Regions from separate parts of the Ovis aries genome. Here region 1 is linked to region 2. A link is a contact called in public Hi-C data. All regions are on one chromosome and are shown on one strand. Each heading gives the region's core, a stretch centred on a gene start, on an enhancer-like site or on the middle of the called end of the contact. The rest is flanking DNA. Distances are from core to core; before and after follow the strand shown.

The links. Hi-C and Micro-C count contacts between places; a contact is called where the count stands out from the background.
Region 1: a contact with region 2 is called in a Hi-C map of hypothalamus, with 4 times the contacts expected there. The contact joins the enhancer-like site here to the promoter of METTL6 in region 2. A contact is called at or near these places in 3 of 16 Hi-C or Micro-C datasets (hypothalamus, muscle and tail adipose tissue).

The regions. Positions count from the first base shown.
Region 1 is chr1:273,878,834-273,885,044 of ARS-UI_Ramb_v3.0, forward strand. All of the region lies in intron 1 of ANKRD28 (ankyrin repeat domain 28), which reads right to left. Among named protein-coding and RNA genes, the nearest start is that of ANKRD28, 68 kb to the right of the region's middle. Within about 2 kb of position 1,403, at least 5 of the 54 cell types and tissues checked have an H3K27ac peak or open chromatin away from gene starts, as enhancers often do. A contact at or near this core is called in hypothalamus, where this site is marked.
Region 2 is chr1:273,469,095-273,475,212 of ARS-UI_Ramb_v3.0, forward strand. METTL6 (methyltransferase 6, tRNA N3-cytidine) reads right to left here and starts at 3,936. Exons shown (of 4, transcript XM_012105347.4): 1 at 2,645-3,936. The coding sequence starts at 2,869. It overlaps EAF1 (ELL associated factor 1), which reads left to right and starts at 3,710. Exons shown (of 6, transcript XM_027961866.3): 1 at 3,710-4,292. The coding sequence starts at 3,920.

The DNA.
Region 1 (6,211 bases), core at 153-2,652, 410 kb after region 2:
CTTAGTATTAATTTAGAGTAAGTGTCAATTCCTTTAGATGTAGTCAATTTTTAACTTAAGTGAGAAGAAGGGGTTCCTGTCAGAATTAATGACTAGCTAGCTCATTCTTGAATAACTAGTAGTGAAATGTACTGTCAGTTATTATATTTATAGAAGCTTTTTGTCTATCTTGTTCACAATTAGAACACTCATTAATGCAAGAATATTTATGAAATTGTGACCCCCATACAGTTGTAATGTTATCTTAAAATTACGCAGCCCATTACATCTTAATGGGCATTCCACAAAGTATCTAGTTTTCTGCACAAGAGACTATTAAATATGCTTGTTGTTTAATATTAGGGCTATTCTAAACTAAAACAGCGTCTTACACCAAAATAAACTATAGAGTCTTATCACCACAAACAAAGCGAAGTGAAAGAAGGGGGCTCCAGGATGAGTCACTTGGTTCCTCAGTGTTATCACATAGGACACCTCGGCTCCTCCCAGCTTTTCTGCCAGACTCAGCATGGACCTTGGAATAACTCCCTTCACAGCCACAAAATAATAATACACTGTTGCCCAGCAGGAGGGGGAGTTTTCTTCTCTGTCTCCTTTTTTAGGTACAAAGATATTCCCTGATATGGGACTAGACCTGGCTCACTAGCAGGCAGAACAGAACTGCCATGATTAGCTCGCACAATTAGGGGATTCTCCAAGTCGTGTAGGGTACAGGTGGGCAAACACACAACACTGGGGGCCTGTAGGGAAGGAAGTGGGCAACAGTCAGTGAGTAGGCAACTAATAGCATGCTATTTACAATATAGAAAATTAAATTTGGGCGTTTTATTTCAGTAGTTTAGTTTTCTTCCCTTTATGAGATACTTTGAGAGTTCTGTAGATTTTTAAAGGGGGAAAATATTAGTTATAAATAATTTATCTTGAGAAAGATTAAAGGTGATCATTTTATGAATGCTATTGAGAAAAAAGAATAGTATACTTTAGAATACAGAGCTGTAAAATTATACTTTACTTCTGACCAATTAAAATGAAAGTTTTATATCAAAAATGTTTCCCGTTAACCTTACTTTTCGCCTCTAGGAAAAGTAAGTCTAACTACTAGACACAGGTCAAACTGCACCGAAAGTAATAAGACCAGAAACATCCAAAAAGGGCAGCCAGGAAGATGGTGGACCCATGTCCTCAGGGTCAGTGAAGCTGAGGGCTCCATCTGAAAAGGAGGCACAGACAGTGGGGCAGCTCTAAACTGCGTGAAGTGCTGCCACTGCCAAGAGACGCCGGCCTGCACAGGCCTTGAAAGGAGAACCAGCATCGATGAATAATCACAAGCAGGAAATAGAAGACTGTACTTTTTGCTTTTAATCTAGCATTTTATTTGAAAATGGAAGAGGCTGGCTGCTCGCATGGGGCAGGGATTAGTATCCCAGGTCACCCGAATGCCTCCTTATGATGGTTCTAGGCACTGAATCTGTACTTAATTTTTAACAACATGCCTGCAAAATACACTCTATTTCACAGATGAATTCTGAGCTAGACAAGTTAAAACTGGAAATCATACAGCTAGGAAGTGGAGAACACTGGATTCTTATCCAGGCCCATCTGTCTCCAAGGCCTGGCTCTTCCCACACACCACACACCTAAGAAAAGTTAAATCAGCAGCTAAGGAAGCAAATGGGATTTCTCTGTTGGTGAGAACTGAGTGTCATCTGACTAAAGTCCCTTTTAGAACTGAGATGCCAGAAATGACAAGAATTCCTCCCTTCCACTCACACCAGCTCTTCACATCTGCTCTACAGGGTAAGGAAGCTGGGGAAGCTTTCTCTCTTGGCATTCTACTCAGAGAAGAAGACAACAAAGTTAGATTCGTTCAACGTCCTTCTGGTTTACCCCTAAAATACCTATTTTCCATTTTTTCCCCTCTTATGTTTCATTTACTTAGTAGTCATTCACTAAACACCTCTTACACGCCAGATACCGAATCTCAATGGCTTTGCAATCTGACAGGAAGAACCTGTAGGCACAAAAGGTGAAAGAGTCCTTTTTTTAAAAAAAATATTTCCATCTCCTTAACAGATTTTCCTTTACCAATTCCAATCCTTTCTTATATCACTTTGCTTTACTCCTCCCTGCAGTCTCTGCTCCTTTCTCTTAGCCTCCAGAAAACTCTGGCTCCCTAACCAGCTACCACATCTCTCTCGTTTGTCCCTGCTGCGGCAGACTCCATTCTCAATCGCTGGTCAAGCGATACTGCTCCAAGGTCACCAATGACGATCGCCTATTGAATCTTCGTTTTTCTCCACTCACTATGCGGCACTGGGCATCAGTAGTGCTTATCGGATTCTCTGCTGGCTACTTTCGTGAGGTTTTCACCTATTTTTTAAGCCTTTTAAGTGCCTTTTATTTGGCTTTCCTTCCACCCTCTAAACTTAAATACTGGCTTTCCTTTCAGCCCACTTTGCTTCCTCTTGGTCTTCAATCTCTTCTTGGACAATCTCATCTATTTCTATGAGTCATCAGTTATGTGATACTTCCAAGACTTTATTTCTAGTCCTAATCTCCAAGTACAACTTCCAAATGCTTGATGGGCCTTTTTACCTGCATATTCTGTATATTTCATACTCAGCACGGCAAAATTCAACTTACCACCTCTGGCCCACTCCCTCAAAGGGCTCTGTTCTGAACTCCCCAGGTGGGCTGGCAGCACTGACACGGCCATACACACAGTGGGCCAGAGCACAGAAAGGATGGCCTAGAAGACTTCCCCTGCTTGACCTCTCACTCTCAGTTGCCAAGTTCCAAGCATTCTACACAAAATCTTCCTGAACTCTTCCCCCACAGGGACCTAGCTCAGACCCACTTCAGTCCTCTCAAAACCCACCTCCGAACTGGTCTCTCAGCGCTTGGCTCTCCATTCTCCAGTTCTATCCATCCTCACAGCAGACAGGTTCTTTCACGAGAATCTCTTGCTTTAGGGAGTGCATCTGGTCCAAAGATAAACAAAAGACCCAGGGCTGGTGAGAGTACCACCTATTCCTTAGTTTAATTCAAGGATAAACATAAAATCAAAGCCAGACAGGAATTTCCTCAAGATTTTAGTTTCCTGCCAAAGGTATGAGGGAAAACACCCTTTTTCTTTCGGGATTGTAATGAAATGTAAGCTAAACTGCCTTACAGGAGAGAAGAGGACAGAGCTTTGAAAGGGTAAGGGATGAGGGAACTCCACACTGTTGCCAAGTCCTGGAACCAGCTCTGTCTGACCATGCCTACTGTCTGGCTAATCAGTTTTCTTTTGCATTTAAGCCACTTTCAGTTAGGATTTCTGCCATTTGTAACCAACAGTCCTGATTAACAATTTTCTATACCACTAGTCATTTCTCTAAATTACAATGTTATTTGCCTGCTTTTTTTTAGTGAAATAAATTTTACAAAACACAACACTGAAGATACCCACCACTACTGTAACTTGTTACAATTTCAATATATCACATCATTTCATGTGGCTGGGCCACCATATACCATGTTCCCTCTGCCTAGAATGTGCCCTTTCTACCTAACTAGCCACAAAATATACAATAAGGTTGCATAAAATAAAGCTGGAAAATTAGGCAGGAGCCAAACCAGAAAGGGGCCTTATATGCCACACTGACATATATACATTTTAACTGCAGACAGGTGGGGGAGACTACTAAAAAATTTTAAGTCCAAAAAATGACATAATCAGATTTGCATGTTAGAACCCTCACTGTGGATGTAGCATGAAGGAGGATTTTAAAATGAAGTGATACTAAAGACAAGAAAACAACAGCAGGCCACTGCAACAGTCTAAGCCGGGAGCCACAGGAATGGAAAGAGGAGTAAATTAAGACATCTCTGGGGAAATAAATTTTGCCAACTGCTGTCAAATAGCATTACTAAATCTTTCAAAGTCTTTAAACTAGCATTTCTATTTGCAAGAATGTAGACATTGGGAAGAGCTCCTGGAGGAGGGCATGCAACCCACTCCAGTATTCTTGTCTGGAGAATCCCATAGACAGAGGAGCCTGGGGTGGGTACAGTCCAAGGGGCAGCGCAGAGTTGAACACAGCTGAAGCGACTTAGCATGGGACACAGCACAGACATAAGGAAGTAATGTGAAGCCTATAAAAATGTACATATCAGGAATTTACTGAAGGATCATTGATAACAAACTATTAACAACAACCTAAGTGTTAAATAAAAGCAATTTAAAATTTAGACTATATCATACAGTGAACCTGAATGATATTTACAAACTGAATTTCTCTTCTATAATTAAATTTATTTTTAATTGAAGAATAATGGCTTTACAGTATTGTGTTGGTTTCCGCCAACATCAACATGAATCAGCCATAGGTGTACCGTGCCCCCGCCTCTTGAACCTCCCTCCCACCTCCTGCCCTATCCTACCACTCTAGGTTGTTACACAGCCCTGTTTGAGTTCCCTGAGTCACAGAGCAAATTCCACTGTCTATCTATTTTACATATGGTAATGTTTGTTTCGATGTTCCTCTCTCCATACAACCCAGCCTCCCCTTCCTTCACTCTGTATAGGCTATCGGCTCATCCACCTAATCAGAACAGACTCAAATGTGTTCTTTTTCGTGGCTGAGTAGTATTCCACTGTACATATGTACCACAGCTTCTTTATCCATGCATCTGTTGATGGGCCTCTTGGTTGCCTGGGTCTCAGCTACTGTAAACAGCGCTGCAATGACACTGGGGCACATGTGGCTTTTCAGTTTTGGTTTCTTCAGGGTATGCCTAGTAGTGGAGTTGCTGGGTCATATGATGGTTTTATTCCTAGTTTTTTAAGGGATCTCCATAGTGGCTCTATCAACTTACATTCCCACCAACAGTGGAGAAGGAAATGGCAACCCACTCCAGCATTCTTGCCTGGAGAATCCCATGGACAGAGGAGCCTGGTGGGCTACAGTCCATGGGGTCGCAAAGAGTCAGACACGACTGAGCGACTTCACTTAACAGTGCAAAAAGGTTCCCTTTTCTCCATACCCTATATGGCATTTATTGTTCATAGATTTTTTTTTTTTTGATAGACATTCTGACTGGTGTGAGGTGATATCTCATTGTAGTTTTGATTTGCATGTCTCTAATAATGAGCAATGTTGAGCATCTTTTCATATATTTATCAGTCATCTGTATGTGTTCTCTGGAGAAATGTCTTAGAAACTGAATTCTTTAAAGCATGAGACAATACTCATAAAAATGTGCAACACATCACAACACACAATATGAGTCTAATTATGTTAATAAAGATCAGAAGAACTTCTGATTTGGTTTTTTAAAAATCTTTTTAATGTTTTGAAAAAGGACAATCAGTTCAGTTCAGTCATTCAGTCATGTCTGACTCTTTGCTACCCCATGGACTGCAGTACATCAGGCTTCCCTGTCCATCACCAACTCCCAGAGCTTGCTCAAACTCAAGTGTATCAAGTCAGTGATGCCATCCAGTCATCTCATCTTTGGTCATCCCCTTCTCTTCCTGCCTTCAATCCTTCCCTGCCATCAGGGTCTATTCCAGTGAGTTAGTTCTTCGCATCAGGTGGCCAAAGTATTGGAGTTTCAGCTTCAGCATCAGTCCTTCCAATGAATATTCAGGACTGATTTCCTTCAGGATGGACTGGTTGGATCTCCTTGCAGTCTAAGGGACTCTCAAGAGTCTTCTCCAACACCACAGTCTGAAAGCATCAATTCTTTGGTGCTCAGCTTTCTTTACGGTCCAACTCTCACATTCATACATGACTACAGGAAAAACCACTGCTTTGACTAAATGGCCCTTTGTAAGCAAAGTAATGTCTCTGCTTTTCAATATGCTGTCTAGGTTGTTCATAGCTTTTCTTTCAAGGAGCAAGCGTCTTTTAAAGTAAAGCTGCAGTCACCATCCGCAGTGACTTTGGAATCCAAGAAAATAAAGTCTGTCACTGTTTTCATTGTTGAGTGGTAGGATTATCGATAATTTGCTCCTTCCTTCAAATATTCGTATACTTAATTTTTCCTGTTGGAGAAGACTCTTGAGAGTCCCTTGGACTGCAAAGAGGTCCAACCAGTCCATCCTAAAGGAGATCAGCCCTGGGTGTTCTTTGGAAGGAATGATACTAAAGCTGAAACTCCAGTACTTTGGCCACCTCATGCGAAGAGTTGACTCACTGGAAAAGACTCTAATGGTGGGAGGGAT
Region 2 (6,118 bases), core at 2,686-5,185:
ATGGCATCTGGGTCCCATCGCTTCATGGGAAATAGATGGGGAAACAGTGCAAACAGTGTCAGACTTTATCTTTTTGGGCTCCAAAATCACTGCAGATGGTGATTGAAGCCATGAAATTAAAAGACACTTGCTCCTTGGAAGAAAAGTTTTGACCAACCTAGATAGCAAATTCAAAGGCAGAGACATTACTTTGCCAACAAAGGTCCGTCTAGTCAAGGTTATGGTTTTTCCTGTGGTCATGTATGGATGTGAGAGTTGGACTGTGAAGAAAGCTGAGTGCCGAAGAATTGATGCTTTTGAACTGTGGTGTTGGAGAAGACTTTTGAGAGTCCCTTGGACTGCAAGGAGATCCAACCAGTCCATTCTGAAGGAGATCAGCCCTGGGATTTCTTTGGAGGGAATGATGCTAAAGCTGAAACTCCAGTACTTTGGCCACCTCATGGCCTATAAGATTGGGAGATACAGAAAAGACTGACGGTGGGACTTCCCAGGTGGCCCAGGAGGTAAGATTCTGTGCTTTCAATGCATGGGGGCGTGGGTTTGATCCCTGATTGAGGAACTAAGATCCCACTCGCTATACAGTGCTGCCAAAAAAAGGACTGATGTTAAATGTTGATGGCATAGAGGAAAATAATATCTTTATATTATTGGTGAAATTATAAATTGATATAATTTTCTGGATGGACAGCTGGCATTATCTATTTAAATTTTAATGTGTATGCTTCCTCCAAGGAATTCCATTTCTTCTATTAGTCACCACAGAGACTTGTACACGTGTTTGGGGCATGCGTATAATTCTGATTACATCAATCCGACTTGTGGGAGCAAAAAATTAGAAGCAATTTGAACAATCATCAACAAGGCAATTGTTACTATATGGCACATCCTTTCTGTGAAATACTACAAGAGGTAAATGTAATGCGGCAGACCTACATATACTGGGATGAAAATACTCGGCAAGATACAATGCAGAGCGAAGAAGGTAGGTTATAGCACAATGTGCTATCACTATTAATAAAGTCTAGGTGCTAAAACTGTGAAAGGTTGATGGGAAACAGATATCTGCATGTTGCCAAAGCAACCCTCACACATCTGTCAATGACAAAAGGAGACACCTGTGCAACAGAGCAATTAGGGAGTCTCCTTAGACCCTGTGCCCAACTAGCATCACCTACAGTGAGATTAGATCACTGCCTCCTGACAGGGTGCAGTATGGAAGCTACATCATCACCCGCTAAAGTATTTCTGCTCAAAATATTTTACCTGATTTAACTTCTGGTTTACAGAAAACACAAGGCATAAAGCAACAAGTTAAACAATGACAGACAGAAATAATCAGCCATACTGGAACGTGCGACCTCGTTACATAAAATTGCTTGCTCTCCCAAAACTCGATGTCACCGGGGAAAAAGTCAAAGGGAAGGGCAGGAATGTTTTAGGCTAAGAAGATTTAAGGTACATAATAAAGTGTAAGCTGCAGCCCTTAACTAAATACAACCATAAATGGCACTATAAAAGTTTATGAAGCAAAAGCAGCAAAATGCTGCCAATCATTAAATCTGGACACAAGTTTATGGACGTTATCTGGTATTTCTTTCTACTTTTCTAAATAATGCTCTGTTTCTCTATGTATTATACATGCACATACACAGGAAAACTACATTTACAGTGATCACAGCCGGTCCTTCAGGAAGAGGACCGGAACTGGGAAAATGGGTGTAGAAGTCAGGTCCAACAAGTCTAGGAAAATAGAGACATAACAACACACGGATGGTGCACCAACCTTGACATATTCAACAGCTCTTGGAGAAAAATCACAGGCATAGGCAAAGATACCTGGATCTTCTTCTAAAAGTGGGAATAAACAGTTCCCAACCCCACAGCCAGCTTCAAGAATAGTCAATTTCTGATCTTCAAACTGAGGAAAGAGAACCCAAAGTTACAGTACACAACATCCCACCTAATGAAGAAACAAACTAAAAGGTCCAGAACATGAAACAAGGTCTCTGCCCCCATGGAGTAGACAATTAACCAGTGAAGGGATAACCCAAAGCAACTGATGCCTCATCTGTTGTCCAACACTGGGTAATCTGGTGTGGAGAAAACAACAGCGTAATGGCTAACACAACAGGCTCTGAGGTTAAAGTGCCTGCACGCAAATCTGAACTTTTCCCCTCACCCTGCATTCCGTCACTGAACAAGTCACTCACACAGCTTTGTCCCTCAGTTTCATCAGCAAGTGGGAATAACCCTAACGCTAAACTTCAACATGTTACTTTAAGGTTTAAATTACAGAACACTACTGTTAAGTTCATGTGAAGGGCTGTGGTGAAGCATTCATCTCCATTATCATTATGAACCTGTCACTGAAATCATTCAGTGTGAACTCAATATTTACAATTTTCAGATTCGCTTTAAAGAAACAGAAAATGCCCACTCAAGTCCTCTCTCCTCTGTATTTTACAACTCAGCAACTGCTAAAACTATTTGAGACAGTGTATATCTAAGCTACAAAAATTCATGAAGCCTTTGACAGGTTTCGTAAATTTTCTACCTCACACTCGCCCTGGGAATCCAATAAAACACCCCTCTTCTACACATTTTAAATGAAGAATCGCTCGAACAAGGTGCAGTATTAGTTTACCTCTCTACATGATCTGAGCTCCTCAAACTCTCTGGTGGTCCAGTGTCTATCTTTGAAGAAATTAGTGCTGTTTCTTTTGTAAAAAAGGTCCCAGTTCTTCTGAGCCTCTTTTTCCAGTTTCTGCTGTTTAAAATCAGACACTAAAGCTTGGTCTCTCTTCAGTTTCTCCTCTTCTTCAGAGCTGAGAATCCTTGTCTGCAGCCCTCTCCTTTGCAAAGCAGCCATCTCCTACGTGGATGGTCATATGCTGAACATTTAACACTGCTGGAGATGGCCCATTCCTCAGCAACCTGAGGACTTCAAGTGGATACCACAGACACAGGCAGGGTCCTCTCAGATGTGGTCCCTCAGGCTGGGTTCAAGCCTGAAGCAGCCATCGGATACTTCGCAGGAAAGAAAAAGACATTCCGGTGGGAGGTTCTAGAACAGGTTTTTTTTTTTAAGATGCTCAGTTAGCGGTTCTTGATTAGTTCTTTCACTTAACATTTCAATTCCGCAAACATTTACTAGATGCTGACCCTACACAAAGCCCTACCCCACTACAGAAGAGGTCACAAAGAGCAAGACACAGACCCCCGCCTGCAGGGGGCTGACATCCAGCGGCCAGGGCTCTCACGCACAGAAAGGCTTAATTCCAACCCGAACAGTCAGTAAGCCGCTTTCAGTCAGGAAAAAAAGTCACTCTCAAGAACTGACTGAGAAACCTTACGGTTCCTCAGGGTTCGGTGTCCGTGAAACGGGGGTGTCTTTAAAAACAACCACGACGGCTGTCCAAGCCCCAGGCGGTCGGTCACCGTCGCCAAGGACGCGAGAGACGGCGTTTTTCGGGGAAAACGGAGCTACTACGCCCGGGTGGCCTGAGTCTGTCTCATGAACCCCAGGGCGCGTCCCTTTCGGGAACTGAGGCCCTCGCGCCGCCCTGGGCGCGCGAAAGGGACGAAAAAGAGGCTCAGGGACGCGGAGAGTGGGGCCGCCAGGACCCTGCGGATGAGCCGGGCCGCCCAGCCGCGAGGGGCGGCGGCGACCCGCGTGAGCCTAGTCCACCGCGCGCCGGGCGCCCCAGTCAGCAGTTCCTAGGTTCCCCTGAAGGGTGGGGCCGGGCGCGCTGAGCCCCCAGCCAGGCGCAGCCTCAGAAGCAGAACTTGGGAGCCACCGCGGGGAAAAAAAAAAAAACAAAACAAAACAAAACCAAAACCCTTCGCCTGGCCAACACCCACCCCCGCCCCGCAGAGAGACCTCGAATCCGGATTCTCCCGGCGGCAAAGACCTTCGGCCATGGCACCGCCCCCTCTACTTCCGCTGCGGGCCCGGACGTCCCTCCTCGGCGCCGGAAGTTCCGCCGTCGGGTCTGCTCGGAGTCGTCCCCCGCCCAGACGCGCAGGCCCGAGCTCGTTTCCGGCCTGCGCGGGTGGGCGCCGGCTCGGCTCCCCGCGCGCCCCCGAGCGCTGTCCCGGAAGCGCGGCTCCTCCGGACGCCGGCGCCGGCGGCTCGGGCCGGGGCCGCGCCAGGAGGGCGCCCGGGCGGGCGCGAGGCCCGTGCGGGGCCATGAACGGGACGGCCAACCCGCTGCTGGACCGCGAGGAGCACTGCCTGCGGCTCGGGGAGAGCTTCGAGAAGCGGCCGCGGGCCTCCTTCCACACCATCCGCTGTGAGTCCGCCCCCCGGTCGCCCTCTGCCCCGGAGAAGGCCAGGGGGCCTTGCCGGCGTTCCCTCCCTCGGGGGACCTCGGGTTTTTCCTTTGTTTTTTTTTCCCAGCTCCCTCTTCTCAGACCAGACCCTTCCCTCAGCTCCCAGGATTTCTCCGCTTTGCGCTACCAAATGCTTCTCCCGAAGGTCATTGGACCCTCTTGCGCCCCGAACCTCCACGTCCCCATGTTACTACCGAAGGGCTGCGACCCCATCAGTTTCCAGCTTCTTTGTATTCCAGCCTCTCCTCACCCCCACCGCCCCCCACACACCCAGATCCCCGCGCTTCAGGAGCTCTTCTCGTTTCCTCGGGATTGGCATCCTCCACCTTCCCCTCTTATTACCGAAGGGCTGCGACCCCACATCAGTTTCCAGCTTCTTTGTATTCCAGCCACCCCCTCCCCCTCGATCCACACCCCGATCCCCACTGGGCATCTCCACGCTTCAGGAGCTCTTCTCGTTTTCCTCGGCGTTGGCCTCCACTCCCTCCTGTTCCATTCCCTTCCGGCCGCCTTTGCTTTTCTTTCCTTGCCCCCTTGGGTTCTGGCCTCCGCGACGCCCGGCTGCAGCCCCAGAGCCCGCAGCTCTGCGCCCCGTCCGCCTTCTTTTCCTCCATATATCTGTGCCAGCTTGTCTCGCGCTTTGATGTCTTTTTGAGGTCACCAGACTACCCCTCACTTTTTCTCCAGACCCAGTCCCTTGTGGGTGGAAAGTAAAATTAGGATTGGAGAGCCAGGAATAAGTTAGAGCTTGATCTATGTTTGGAAGCAAAAGCCAGCAGGCATAAGGAGTGTGCAGATAGTCATTATGCTGGACCTCTTTTTTTCTCCATGATTACAGACTCTGTTGAGGGGAGGGCCTTTCCACTGTGTATCCTGGGTGAAGAATTGGCCGCCAGAGCATCCCACTATGATTCACAGACTCCTGGTTTCGCGTCCCAGTAGCCCCAGTACTGGTTAAGACTTGTTTTTGTCCGAGGAGTTCTTAGATGTGACTCAACACCTTGAAACAGGCGTAGTAGGTGGTGAACTTCTGTCTTCCTGTGGTCACTTGCCAGGCCATTACTCTGCTTCCTGCTGACGGCAGATCAGCCCTCTGAGGGGCTGGGTTTTGGGAATGTGAGAAGAGCAGCATCATTTCCTGAACAATTTACTAAGTTGATGTTGTGGCAGAATGAAGGGCAACGTGCAGTTTAAATAAGACACTTGACAGATGTACCTGGCCTGCAGTCTGAGGCAGGTTTGTGTTAAAAGACAGTAAGATGGCTGTTCACGCTGTGCCTTAACTGCAATTCAGAAACATGGGCAGGATTAACCTTTGGAAGTACAGTGCAACCTTCTGCTCCAGATATCTGTAGGAATATTCTTGTTAAAGCTATGGAACTTGAGTGTGGCAGATCCTAACTTTGACAGTTCTTATCAAAATGCTGTGACCTCTCATGTTTCATAGTGTGTTTTACAATCGCAGGGTTTTAAAAACATACTCTGTTGCTTTTCATCCTTATAATAACCCTAATAAAACACCTCATTGTAGGTAATAAGGCATGAATTTTCATCTGTCACTTAGGGGAAGGGAGTATCTGCTTAATGAAAAGTTGCATAAATTCTAGCCTTTTTCCTTCAGAATTATCCAGTGGGGATAAGAGGGAAAGTATATGGAGGTATAGATGAAACTATATTGCCCCAGAACTGGTAATGAAGCTGGGTGATGGTATTCAGGACTCATTATAGTATTCTCTTTGCTGTTGTATATGAGAAATTTTCCACAGTGAGATAACATTTTAAGAAA